2 separate regions of the Zea mays genome follow, and region 1 is linked to region 2. The links are chromatin contacts, called in public Hi-C maps. All regions are on one chromosome and are shown on one strand. The core of a region is the stretch at or near the end of the contact, and the rest is flanking DNA. Distances in the headings are between cores, read along the strand shown.

Region 1 (6,096 bases), core at 1,047-3,546, 620 kb before region 2:
ATGGAACTGTAATTTATAATATTAATTTAAATAGTTTTAAAAATATTTTTAATCTAAATAATAAATGAAATGGCTTATCTAAATGTATTCTAAAGACTTACAATTCTAGCTCCACGATTTTATAGAGTACCTAATGACCTGCTCCACTAACTTCACTAAATTTTCTAGAGCTGGAACTAGATCTATTCCAAACAGGGCCTAAATGCATCATTGTTGTTCTTAAGTTGATCTTGAGGGTCTATTCTATCGTCTATATTTCAAACTCTACTATGTCTATTGTTAAAACAACCTTCTGCACACTCATGCATTTAGACCTATTGACGAGGACAATCTTGCGCTCTTTTCTTTATTCTCTTCGACTCTTGGGCATTAATTAGCACATGTTTGTCGGATTGATCTCATCTGAACTCGGTGAGGGACCATGCGGAACCTCACTCGCACCTTGATAGAGGCTATCATAACCTTCTTGGTTGCAGTCCCTTCATACCATGTAAATAAATACACAGTTGGTCGACACGTGATACCAATATTCACCATGCCTCCTTGCTCATACACAGACTAACGAGATACAATTTATCTCTATACTGAGCTGGATGGTAGGTCACTGCCTCTACTGTCCCAGAGGCGTCGTCACCAATAATGACACTCAAACCTGGACTCCAACCTCGCATGACCACTCTCCCTAATCCCGAAGGTATACTTCTTGGTTCTTCATTTTGTAGTAGCTAGGGTAACAACCTAAGGTTCTATACACCTAACAGTGGTACCGGAGCTTGGACCGTAACTCTAGAAGTTCATACCCTTCGATTTTGGACCGAATCCGAGCAAATCTCATCAAAAGACGTAGATTATCTCAACCCTCGGGCATTTGAGATCTCCTATCATGAAGTAAATGGTATATACTAAACTATGTGTATATAATGGCCCTAGGTACACCTAACAACTATGCACGTGCCAAGGGTATGCTTGCAGTATCACATTAAATGTTGGCATTGTCGAGGTTAATTATCCTTTGGTAAGATAACCGCTATATCGGCTACCTATGTAGGCATTATAACCTATGACATCAGCCTTCACGACATGGTCTTGTTGTTCACATGTGACTGGCTACCGACACTGGCCCTTGTGTTTTATTATATTTCCAGGTATAGTATGCACTTGTTTCTATGGTTACATGACATTACACATGCACTGCTTAGCGACCTCAAGTGCTCTAGAGCCTATATTGCATGTCTGCACATCATGTTAGCCATGTAATGTTGCCCATCGTACATTTAATATCTTGTACATGAGACTTATTCATTAATATATAGTATTGTGACAATCTTTAAAGCATCTAGACGTGGTGTGTCTTGATGTCTTGATGTCGTATTCAGTGGACCCTTCACACCTTTCAGCTACGAAATAGACCGAGGTTGTCACTAAGTCATCGTCTCCTTTTAGGAGGAATTTTAGCTCGTGAGAGTATACTATATAATTAAAATAGACCGAGGTTGTCACTAAGTCCTCTTCACCTTCTAAGAGGAATTTTAGCTTCTAAGAGTATACTATATAATTAGGTGCCCCGGGGGCACGAGGAGCCATGGACTTATGACGTCAAGTGTCGCGAGGCATGAACCATGAAGAGCCATGGGATCTTATACCACTAGATGCCAAGGGGCAAAAGGAGGTCCAGGGCTCTATCAGAGATGTCGTCACCATGAACACCGAATCCGACTCCAACCTCATATGGCGACTCCTCCAATCTTGAAAATAGTCCTCGGTTCTTCGGGCTAGGATAACGAAGCATCTAACAAGTAACAACCCTGATCTGCTTTTTACGAGCCTACATAGCTTGTTTTACAAGCCTTTCCTTCGTTGACTCCGTGCCACTCTATTTCTATAATGCAGCATGTGAGCTGTTGTGACAGTAACATGCCATTGAGGCGCATGCCGTTGCAAGAACTTGACCTTTATCTCACTCACATACACAGTAGTTTATGTCAGCTTATTTCTGGGGACTGGATGTTAACCTGTCACTTGCTGGGTCTGGGTTAGACCTAATTAAGGAACCCGTGCTTACTGGCTAAGCTCTGGCGATCACGTGTCACGAGGCGAGGGTGGTACCGACATGCAGAGCAGCAGGAGCACAGGGCAGGAAGACGCGGCCGGCAGAAAAAAAAACCCCGGCCAACACGGCATCTTCCCAAACCCTCAGAGGCCCAGAGAAGTTACTCTCTCTGCTTGCCCTGGCCTGTCGCCCGTGGTCCGTCTCCGTCTCCGTCTCCGTCTCCGTCTCGAGGAGAGTGACGGCACGGTGGAAGGAATATGAGGAAGACCACTACAATATTCCCTGCTCGCTGCGGAGCGCTGGAACGGACATGGCGGGACACCGCGTTTCGTCGCGTGCGCGCGCCGGACAAAACAGACTTGGAGAGTTGTACCGGTGGCGGCTAGCGCCTGTCAAAGCAGCAGCAGCAGCAGCAGGCCTTGTTGAATTCTTGTCCGAGTCCGGCTCCGGTGCACTGAACTGAACCGGCACGACAGGTTCAAGAACCATCCCGATTTGGTCGATCAGATTCAGAAGAACCCATTGATCGTGTGGCCATCAGACACTGACACTGTCACAGTAAGTACACATCTTGAGATCCACCGAGACGCAAGATCGAAAAAAAAGGAATATGCATCGCTTTCAAATCCACAATCACAAACACAGATGATTAGTAGGTTAATTAATTCTCGCAGCACCTCCAAAATCAGTAACAGATCTACGTACACGCCCTACCACACAAGCTCGCCACCGGCGATCAACGCCGACGCCGCCACCACCGTCCGTGCACTTGCAGTAAGATTATTGCGATCAGTAACGGCTCCAAGCGCTACAAGGTCAGTTGTTTTTTCCCCCTCAGGGCACAGCGGCGCCGCTGCTGCTCGCGGCGGCGCCGGGCGCCGCCGCCGCCGCCGTTCGCTCGAGCACCATGGCGGCGTCCCTCATGGAGGGCCGCTTGCCGGGCGCCATGGCGCAGCACGCGAAGGCGAGCCTGAAGCACGCCAGCAGCGCGTCCTCCCGGCCGTCGGCCTCGCCGCGGAGCGTGGGGTCGGCCATCCGGAGCACGCGGCCGTGCTCCTCGGCGGCCACCAGCCCCGCGTGCCACTGGCACAGCTCCACCTCCGAGTAGACCCGCCCGGAGAGCAGCTCCAGGAGCACCATGCCGAAGGCGTACACGTCCCACTTGGCCGTGGGCCGCAGGTTCTTCAGGCACTCGGGCGCCTGGTACGGCGCCGGGGCGGCGCTGGCGGCCGCGGCCGCCGCGGACGCCGACCCGCACGGGCTCGCGCCCGGCCCGGGCATCTGTGACAGGTCCGGCAGGCTGCTCGTCGAGTGCATCGACCGCTTGCTCCCGAACAGCCGCGCCGACGCGCCCGCGCGGTAGTGCGGCGCCGCCTCGCCCGACGCCAGCCGGTCCAGGCCCAGGTCCCCGATCCATGGCTCCATGTCGCCGCCCAGAAGGATGTTGCTCGGCTTCAGGTTCCCGTGCACGCCCTTCTTCTCGTGGATGTACGCCAGCCCTCGCGCCACGCCGCGCGCGATCCGCAGCCGCGCCTCCAGGCTCAGGTGCAGCGGCGACGACGACCCGAAGCGCCCTGCAGAGGAGGTGCGGCAAAATCATCCGGTCATTACGATTACGTGTGAGGAACATAAAGTTACGGGCTCAGGATCTAGAAAGTGACGAATTCCTACTATTACTACTATTACAACGACTCAACCGATTACGTGTTTATGTTGATTTTGGATGGTTTTTGTCCCAACGGATTTTATAGAAGCTGGCTGAAAAGCTGAGCGTTTAGCAGTCCACGGCAGCTTTTGGTGGCCAGAAGCTGCCAGAAGCCGAAACAAACAGGGCCATATGACCAAATCAGGTGAAGTGAGCCTCGTGATCGTAAAAATGGAACGCCAAGGCGTTAGGCGTTGTGGAGTTGTACTGATTTTGCGACTGATGAAGCAAAGCAACCAAAGGACAGTTCTTTCAGTACCAAAGGGACGAGTCCTTAAGACTTGCAGCAAAATTGCAATGATTCGTGTGAGCAATGACAAATTTATTTGCACTACCAGTACCTGTGACTGTGACCAATGCGATTAAGCTCTTCCTTCAGACAATAGTTGAATCAGTACTACTAATGCGCATTTAAGTTGCAGCACGTACAATCAGTAAAGTGCCATCTTTTCATAAGACTCACCAAGCCGTTGCAAATGATTATAAAGTTTGAGCCTATGAACCGTACTACAGGTGCATCATTAGTCGGTGTCAAATCAAGCAACTTTCCGATGCAATTTCTAGTATCTGAATGAACGTTGGTGCTGGAGAGAGACGAAGGAGGAACTTACTGCTGAATGCGATGTTGGCAAGGCTGCCGTTGGGGGCGTAGTCGTGGATGAGGAGCTTCTCGTCGGCGCCCCAGTAAAAGCCGCGCAGCCGGAGGATGTTGGGATGGCGGAACCGGGCGACGGCGCGCACCTGCGCCTCGAAGTCCTTGAGCTTTTCGGCGCCGCCGCTCTCGCCGATGCGCCGGACGGCCAGCGCGGTGCCGTCGCCGAGCACGGCCTTGTACACGATGCTGGAACCCGTGGCGCCGAGGATGTAGGCCGACGCCTTGAGCAGCGTCTCCATCTCGAGCTCGCCGTCGCCGTCGACCGTCACCAGCGTCGCAGGCGCGGGGGGCGCCTGCTGCTGCTGCTGGGGCAGGTTGTGCTTCTTGCTGCCGTGCTCCTGCGGGGTGCTCCGGCCGATGAAGCTTCCCCTCTTCTTGAGGCCCTCCTCGTCGGAGGACTCGCCGTCCGACGACGCGGAGTACTCGGAGCTGTCCGAGCTGTCGTTCCTACGGCCAATGCAGCACCCCGTCGACGTGGACGCCTTCTCTTCTTTGCCTCCGGCGATGTCGAGCGTCTTGACTACGCCGCCGTCGAAACCTCGCGCGCTCTTCTGCTGCAGGTGCAGCGGCGGCGTCGGGTCCTGCTCCCGACGCTGCCGCCTCTTCTTCCTGACGTGGTACGCGTACATGAACAGCATGAAGAGGAGGCCGACGCCGGCGATGTCCCCGACGACGATGGCCACAATGGACGCGGGACGAAGCTTATCCTGCTCGCTCGGCGGCTGCCCCTGGGCTTGCGGCGGGGCGCGAGCGGGGTTCTTGGGGATGGCCGCGAACGCCGGCGGCGAGTCGGTGGCGTTGGGAGGCTTCGACAGCGACGACGGGATCGAGCACGCCTGCTTCAGCGGCGGCCCGCACAGGTTCGGGTTGCCCTCGTACGCCGCCGCCGGCTGCGCGGCAAACGGGCCGGCCTGTGGGATCGCGCCGGTGAAGTTGTTCCGCGACAGGTCCACCGTCGCGTTCGCGGGGACGACGGCGGCCAGCTCGGTCGGCACAGCGCCGGCGAGCTTGTTGGACGAAACGTTGAGGAGGCGGAGTGCGGTCCCACCGAAGTCCGACGGGAGCGAGCCGTTGAAGTCGTTGTCGCTCAGGTCAACAAGCTCCAACGTCCCGAGGCCTCCGACGGGGAGCTCACCGGCGAGGTGGTTGCTGGCGAGCCCCAGCGCAAGGAGGCTCGGCAGCCTGCACAGCGCGGCGGGGAGGCGGCCCGCGAGCGCGTTGCCCGAGAGGTTGAGCTGCTGCAGGCCGCGCGCATAGGCCGCCGCCGCGTCCGGGAGCTCGCCTGACAGCGCGTTCCCGGCGAGCGAGAGGACGCGGAGCTCGGTGGCGTTGAGCAGCGTAGGCGGCAGGCTGCCGCTGAGGCCGTTCCCGGAGAGGTCGAGGTGGCGCAGGTGCTCGACGCGGCCGAGGTCGGGCGGCAGCGTCCCCGAGAGCTGCGCGTTGGGTAGGACGAGGCTGATGACCCGCGACACCGTGGCCGCCGCCAGCGACGCGCCGAGGCCGGCCGCCGCGGTTGCTCCGGTGGCGTTGCGCGCGACCGTCGCGGTGCCGTTGCCGTCGGCGGAGGCCGAGGTCACGTTCGCCGCCGCCGGCGCGGTGTCGTCCTGCGGGAAGCCGTTGCAGATGACGCCGTTCCAGGCGCACGGCGCGGCGTCGCTGTAGCTCCAGCCGGCCAGCGCGCCCAGC
Region 2 (7,036 bases), core at 910-3,409:
CCAACTTCTCTTTCTTTCTCTTCACTCCAGCATTTAACATGTTTACATCCTCTTATTATACTTGCTCTCTAAAAGTGTTTTATGTTTGGTAGTTTCTTTTTTCCGTTGTAATGCACGGACGTGCTTCCTAGTTCATATGTAATAACTCAAAAGTGTATAGTTCAATATATATGCATGGCCATACAAAAGGAGGGCGCGCCTATATTTTGGCATAAGCTAAAGTAAACAGGCAACATTGCTTGTGGATCATATCCGTTGCCGAACTATAATATAACATAGGTAACCTGAGATAGATTACTGAGACTAAAGAGTGGTACCATTTTGTTGATGTTTGTATTGGCTATAGGCCTAAGGCCGCGATTGTTAGATACAGCCAAAAAGCTAGCCAACTAAGTATGACTTATTAGTGCATGTTTTGGATCTCTAGTAGCTAGGTGCATTCATCCCTAGCAATGAACAGTCCGAATAGGATGACCGAAACATAGTATAGAACTATTAATTAAAAACCCATTAATTAAATATATATATAGTTTCTATTTTCATGACAAGTATAGAATGTATCGTATACATAGTTTTGTTGGTTGAAACTGCCCTAATAAGCTACTAACAGCTAACAACTCAACATAGTTTTGTTTTGTTTTTTTTGTTGCTTATTTTCTAGACCATGTACTGATTTTTATCTTGTAATGATACGTATTTAAACAAAAGGCGAATATTATATAGCTTTGGTTCTTAACTACTTAGTGAAAAAAAACTTGGCTTGAGCTTGGCGGTAGCAAATGATATAACAAACAGCTAGTCCAGCCGGTTCGATGCATGCCCCCAACAAAGTTCACAGACAAAAGGGAAGTAGCACTACTTGGGATGTCAAAGCGACCAATGAATCGCAGTTACTGTCCACTGACCAAGGCGTGCTGGCCCAAGAAGGCGCAGTTGGGATTGGGATTGGGATGTCCAATTGATCGGGAAGCCAGCCGGCGGTAGGTGCGCCTAACGTTCTCTCCTTCACCTCCACGATGGAAAAGCGACCAAGATGAAAAAGCCATTACAGACCTGACCACAAGCCTTGCTCAAAGTAACCAAGCAGGCTCGTACGCGAAGGGAGAGACGCAGGCGCGCAGCACGTCCATTGCAGGATGTAAAAACGGGAAGCCTGTATTTAATTTTACCCCCGAGAGAGAGAGAGAGAGAGAGATGCAAGGAAGACGGCGGGGCAGGGCAAGGCGAGAGCTTTATTGTGCTGGATCTCTGAGCAGCGCTGTGTCTGGCGTCTGCCCACCGTGAACAGCAGCAGGCTGGTAGGGAATCAAATGCGAGCAAGCTGAGTTGTGAGTATTTCCATAAGCGGCCAATCCGTGTAGGTCCTTGCTCCTCATTTTCTTGCCTCTCGCTCGCTCGCTCGCTCGCTCGCTTCTCTCTCTCTCTCTGTGTGTCCGTCTGTCTGCACTTGACTAGGCTACTGTCTGGCTGTCCGTCCCTGCACCCCGTATTGACTGCTCATCAATCACGCCCCTTTCTTGTTTCAGAGCGAGAGCATGGCCGAAACAGCCACTTCAGTCCCCCCTTCCAGTGTTGCTCCTTTCTTGTTTCTCTTTTTCGAAAGAATGTTTTACCAATGCAAAACTCACAACATATCTGGAACAAAAAAAAAGGGTGCATGGCAATTGGCAGCCCCTTTCAAGACGAGAGACGTACGCGTGTTTAGCATGGGTTGGTTCTGCCCAAGACTAAGTAGTAGTACCCTGTATGGCTGGCTGTATATGGAAAGTTGTTAAGAGTGATGTGATTTTTTTTCTTCTGAATCCTGAGCCTGAGCCATGGGGTGGGGAAGGATTTTTAGTACGCTCTCCGTCCGTCTCCCACCAGATCTTCCGCGCCAATCAGAACCGGAACGTGGAGACGAGAGGACCAGGCTGAGCCGAGGCAACAGTTTGCCAGGGCCGCCGCTTTAATGGCTCCCCTCCCGTCCCCTCTGCCCGCGAGAGGCGCGAATCAAATGCTGCTGCCATGTCCCAACTCCCAAGTGAAGGGAGGGAGGGAGCTGACGAGCTCCCTCCGGCCGGGGAAGTAGCCAACGCAACAGTACGGACCCACCCCCACACAGTACCCACACAATACTTGCCCACGAAACCCAATGTAGCACAGCACAGGTGTGTGTGTGCGCGCGCGCATTCGGAACAAAGTTAAGTTCGGGACTATGCTTGATCTTGACAGCGATGGTAGATAGGTAGGCACCTGTTTCTCAGCAGACGCGCTAAAGGTTTGATCCAAAGTCTCGAGTCAGAAACGTTGTACAACCCCACAGCACAGCACTTGCCGAACCTTGGACAGAGGGAATATTGTAGGCCCCCACCCCTGAAAACAGTCATTACACCGGTTCATTCGGTATACGAAAACATTTTTTTATTTAGACACATCACTAGGATCAACATGAGTTACAAAGCCAGAAGGGCGACCCCCAAAAAAAAACTAGTTGAACCATGGCGGGTTTCTTCCTTTACGAGACATAAAAAATAAACTGAGTTATAGCTACAAGCCAAAAGGAGAAGTGAAAAATACAGGAGAGAAGACTATAACCAAGCTTTGTACTACCTCCGGTTCTAAATATTTGACGGCCAACAGTTCATATTTGAACTAGGAAACGTCATGTATAAAAAAACAGAGGGAGTACCTAAAGTAGCTAGCTATTCATTCAATAGGGGGAGAGAGAGAGAAATTAAACGCGTGCAACTCAGCATGGGTTCTTTTTTTCAGGAACCGGTAATAAACATGACACACAAAGCAAACGAGCTATCGAAAAACTCATACAGACCACCGTCTTGAGGAATTTACAGCCACACATAATGGGAACGATGGTTAGATATTCTGGTACGCAGGCACCTCAGCGAACGAAGTAATCCAAGACGTTGCGCCACCAATATGCTCAGTTAAGCAATTATGAAAAATTCGAAAAATAATTTAAAAAATTTAATTGTACGTACGCACACTAATGTATGAATATTATATTTGTAATTTTTAAAAAAAATGAAACTCAATTTTTGAATGGATTTGTACGTGAACAAAACCAAAATTGAAAAAAAAAGGTATTTGACGCTAGTTGGATTGATATATATATATTTTACGTGTAGACGGATATATAAGGGAATCGTTACGAACAGAGTGAATATAGGGGAGGAAATCTTGTTAACGTGGCTATATAGTACCATATAAGGAGAAAAGTTTAGGAGAAATCGCTGGGGGACAAAGAGATCGATGAAGTTGCCACCAAAACACCGTGTGACTGGCCGGCGCTGCATTGTTGTCCCCTGAACTGAAAAGGAGTCGGCACCAAACGATACGGTTCAGCAACCAAACCATCAGCTTCAGAAAATGGTACGCCGTGCCAGTTGCCGCTCTACCTCTACCCATAGATGCATACTCGTTTTTTTCCACGAAAGGAGACGTATAGCCCATTCCTTGTCATTTTTCTTTCAAACTGCACTGGATCTTTTGGAAGCCGGCATTCCCCGCTTTCCAGGTGCAGTGCAGCAGCAAGCACCCATTTGGAGCGGCTCTTAAGTCTCACGTTGTGTGTTGGACCAACATCTCTCAGCAAAATAGTTTTGAGGCCTGCCGTGCATTTGCACCCACCAGCATGACTGCATGAGTACTACGTTTTGCAAAAAAAGAGAAATGGTTTTTGTCACAAAAAACAAAGGAGCATCTTAAACGCTTTTGAAAACTCCTATTCAGACGACAAGGCTCGACGACTGGCCTATCTCTTCTTTGACTGCCGAAGATCATGAGATATATATCTAGGATCCAGGGCGTTCTCTGCTGTCTCCTATATGACCAATTGACCAGCCAGCCATCCAGTCCACCACGACTGCGTTCGTTGCTCTGCGAAACTAAACGAGTGAGGTTTTAGCTACCCCGTCAGTTGCATGCTGACGTTGTGCCGTCATCAGGCAAGAATTAGACACACACACACACACACACATCGATGAAGATGATGCCACACGTCTTGTGCAAAGTACCGGATCGCGGATCACAGTGGAGCAGCACTGTGCCCTTCGAACCAGCAGTTACAGAGCACACAGTAAACAAGGCAAATGGGAACTTGTTTTTTTTCCCACCCTTTCTCAGGTCCTCTCTCTCGTGTCGCGGGCGGAACCTCAACACATCCTCTAGTACAGTACAGGGCCGCATCAACCAATGGAGAGGGCAACGGCCAGGGAAGAAGCGACAAAGAGCACAGTGAACAACAGATAGGGAGTGCGTAGGAATATGTTCCTGTGTTAAGACTCTGAAAGATGGAAGCATCAACAATCAGAACTGAGTATCTTAAATTTTGGTTGGTGACTGTTCTGTTCTGTTCGAGGACGGACAGTACAGTAGGGCAGCACGAGCCAAAGGCCAAAGAGGAGTACGAAATCCAGCTGCCTACCGTGATAGATGGAGCCATCTCAAAGGCTCAACACCACCATTTGTGTGGAAGCAGACCACTGTCTACTATACTACCTCGAAGGAACTGACAGACACCGAACCATTTTCACTCCGACCAGAACCATTTTGCATGTTGGAATCCTAGGAAACCACCACACTAGTGACTAGTCTGCTGCTGCAGATCGGACCCCGACCCTTCCTGGAGGACGGACAGAAACCCAGGGGGCATGGCATCCCTTCAGTTGCATCATTAGTTTCAGAGACTCCAGTACTGTAGTGTACTACTAGGGAAGGGCAAGGCAAGTTTTCAAGTGCATGGAACGGGACTCTAGCCTGAGCCCCAACGGTTTTTACGCCGCTACTTGGGACACAACTTCGACCGCGGTCAACAACTTTTTTTCTCGACCTTCTATGATCGTTCGGTGGACCTCGAGAGGATCAACAGATCCTATGTTGTTCTTTTACACAAAAAAAAAGAAGAACATTATCTTGAGTGTTACCAAAAAAAAAAGAACTTTTTCCCGACGATTGCTCCCCCTTGATTGCGGGGTGTTTGGTTACCCCAAACTAAAATTTAGCCCCTGTTATATCGAATGTTTGAACCTCCGTTCCGGGTATTAAACGTAGTCGGATTATAAAACTAATTTGTCAGCCGAAGATTAAAAGACGAGACGAATCTAATCCAGTTGGTCTATGATTGTTCCTAGACGTTATCTTGCGACCGTTATCTTGCCGGATAAAACTAATTTGTCAGCCGAAGCTTCTTGTGACCGTTATCTTGCCGGCCGCCTGATCCTTGTCCAGAGCATTTTGAGTGCTATGCCTCTCCACTATATGTCGTCTATGATTGTTCCTAGACGTGTCCTGAGTGCTATTGGTCGTCGTAGGAGGGCCTTCCTTTGGACAGAGGGTGGGTGACCTCTGTCATGGTTCTAAGTGTCTTGGGTGGCTTGGGACAACGTTTGTCTTCCGAAAAATTGCGTTGGTCTCGGTGGTGTCAAAAATATGTGTCAAAAATATGGTTATTACCCAAAACCTTTGCCTCTTTCTCAGATTTGCTGACATGGCCCTTAATGGTCCTATTGTTCCGTGGCTTAATTGGTGCTTCAGGTTCAGGGCCGTTCATATATATATATCCGGATTTGGTGCCGACTCCCACTCCTTCTTACCTTGCCCGTATTTACAGTTCAGTTGTCGACCTTTTTCCGCGATTGCACCTACGTTTTGTGTCGGGGATGGCAAGTGAAGTCCACTGCCTTTCGGTTGGATAGATGGATCTCTGATTCCCCTCTTTGCTGCTCCTTCCCCTCCTCCTTGTTCTCTCATGTTACTCAGCCTAACCTGTCGGCATTTGGAGTTTTTAAGGCATAATTTTGATCTGCGCTTGCGCCCCCCGTTTGACTAATGCTGCTATGGACGAGCTCGATTATTTGCTGCTTCTACTTCTGTCGCGGGTGCAACTTACCGATAGATCAGCGAGATGAGCAGAGGATGGTGGATTCTGCTGGAAATGCTTTCTCTTCATAAGAGAGGCTTATGCAATGATGTGTCGTCGCCCAATCGAGTCTCTTTAGGTCTTGTTCGTTTGTGCTGGATTGGTGGGTCAGAACGATTCCTAACCGGATTACTTCTCTAGTTTATATAAATTTTGATTAACTGGAACGATTTCAGGTGTAATCCGACACAAACGAACATGGTCATGCCTCCAGGAATAGACAAATTTATATAAATTAGAGAAACAAACCGGCTAGGAATTATTCAAACGAACGGCCCCTTAATTTGCACGCAATTTCACTGTTGATGACTACGTATGGTAGTAGTGTACTGGATGCAATGCACTGTGTCCTGGGATCATAATAGGTTCACACGCAATGTAATGTACCCAACCGTGCACGGACAAAGCCTTCGCCATCCAGAGAGCAGTGCCGGTCCTGACATTTTAGAGGCCCAGAACAAGACTTATAAAGGAGGCCCTTTATAATAATAATTATTATATATAAATATAGTGTGTATATATATTGTTAATAAAGTATTTATATATATTTGAAAAAGGTATTTATATTAAATAAAAATATTTAAATATAGTTTAATTTCTCACAGAAAAATGTGACATATATGTGTCTAGATGACTCAAAAGGTTACTTCGAACAACGATTAAAAGGATGGAATGCATTGTTAGATCAGCCAATCGCTTGTCTTGTCTGTCTGCAACTGTGCGAGAGATAGAGATAAAATGGCGTCATTGTCTCGCTGCACGCTGAGAGCCTTGGAGGCTAGTCCTGAGACTATGAAGTACTACTACTAGAATATAAAAATTAAGATTGATAGATTATGTCTAATTCTCCTTGCTTGTTGTTGTCGTGTTGTTGGATTATAATTAGACCTTTAAAATTTTATAGAACTAACAGATAAATCTATATAATATATGTTATATATATATACTGATATTTAGTATATGAGTTGAGGCCCCATTGGTTTGGGGGCCCTGGTCGGGGGCACTGCTCGACCCCCGCCAGGGCCGGCACTGCCAGAGAGTTGCGTTTTGGATCGTCAGCTTCAAATGCAATTGCGTGCTACTAGCTTTCAACGACTGTTGGCGAGGAAACAGATA

The links. A called contact is a pair of places that touch in the nucleus more often than the background predicts.
Region 1: a Hi-C map of ear shows a contact between it and region 2, with 2.7 times the contacts expected there. The contact joins two enhancer-like sites. A contact is called at or near these places in 2 of 25 Hi-C or Micro-C datasets (ear and tassel).

Annotation. Positions count from the first base shown.
Region 1 is chr9:101,491,666-101,497,761 of Zm-B73-REFERENCE-NAM-5.0, reverse strand. LOC103638747 (probable LRR receptor-like serine/threonine-protein kinase At4g37250) reads right to left here. Exons shown (of 2, transcript XM_008661572.3): 1 at 4,367-6,096; 2 at 2,647-3,624. The coding sequence ends at 2,885. Among protein-coding and RNA genes, the nearest start is that of LOC103638747, 4.1 kb to the right of the region's middle. Within about 2 kb of position 2,296, at least 19 of the 20 cell types and tissues checked have an H3K27ac peak or open chromatin away from gene starts, as enhancers often do. A contact at or near this core is called in ear and tassel, where this site is marked.
Region 2 is chr9:100,870,349-100,877,384 of Zm-B73-REFERENCE-NAM-5.0, reverse strand. No RefSeq gene overlaps it. Among protein-coding and RNA genes, the nearest start is that of LOC118473372, 40 kb to the right of the region's middle. Within about 2 kb of position 2,159, at least 13 of the 20 cell types and tissues checked have an H3K27ac peak or open chromatin away from gene starts, as enhancers often do. A contact at or near this core is called in ear and tassel, where this site is marked.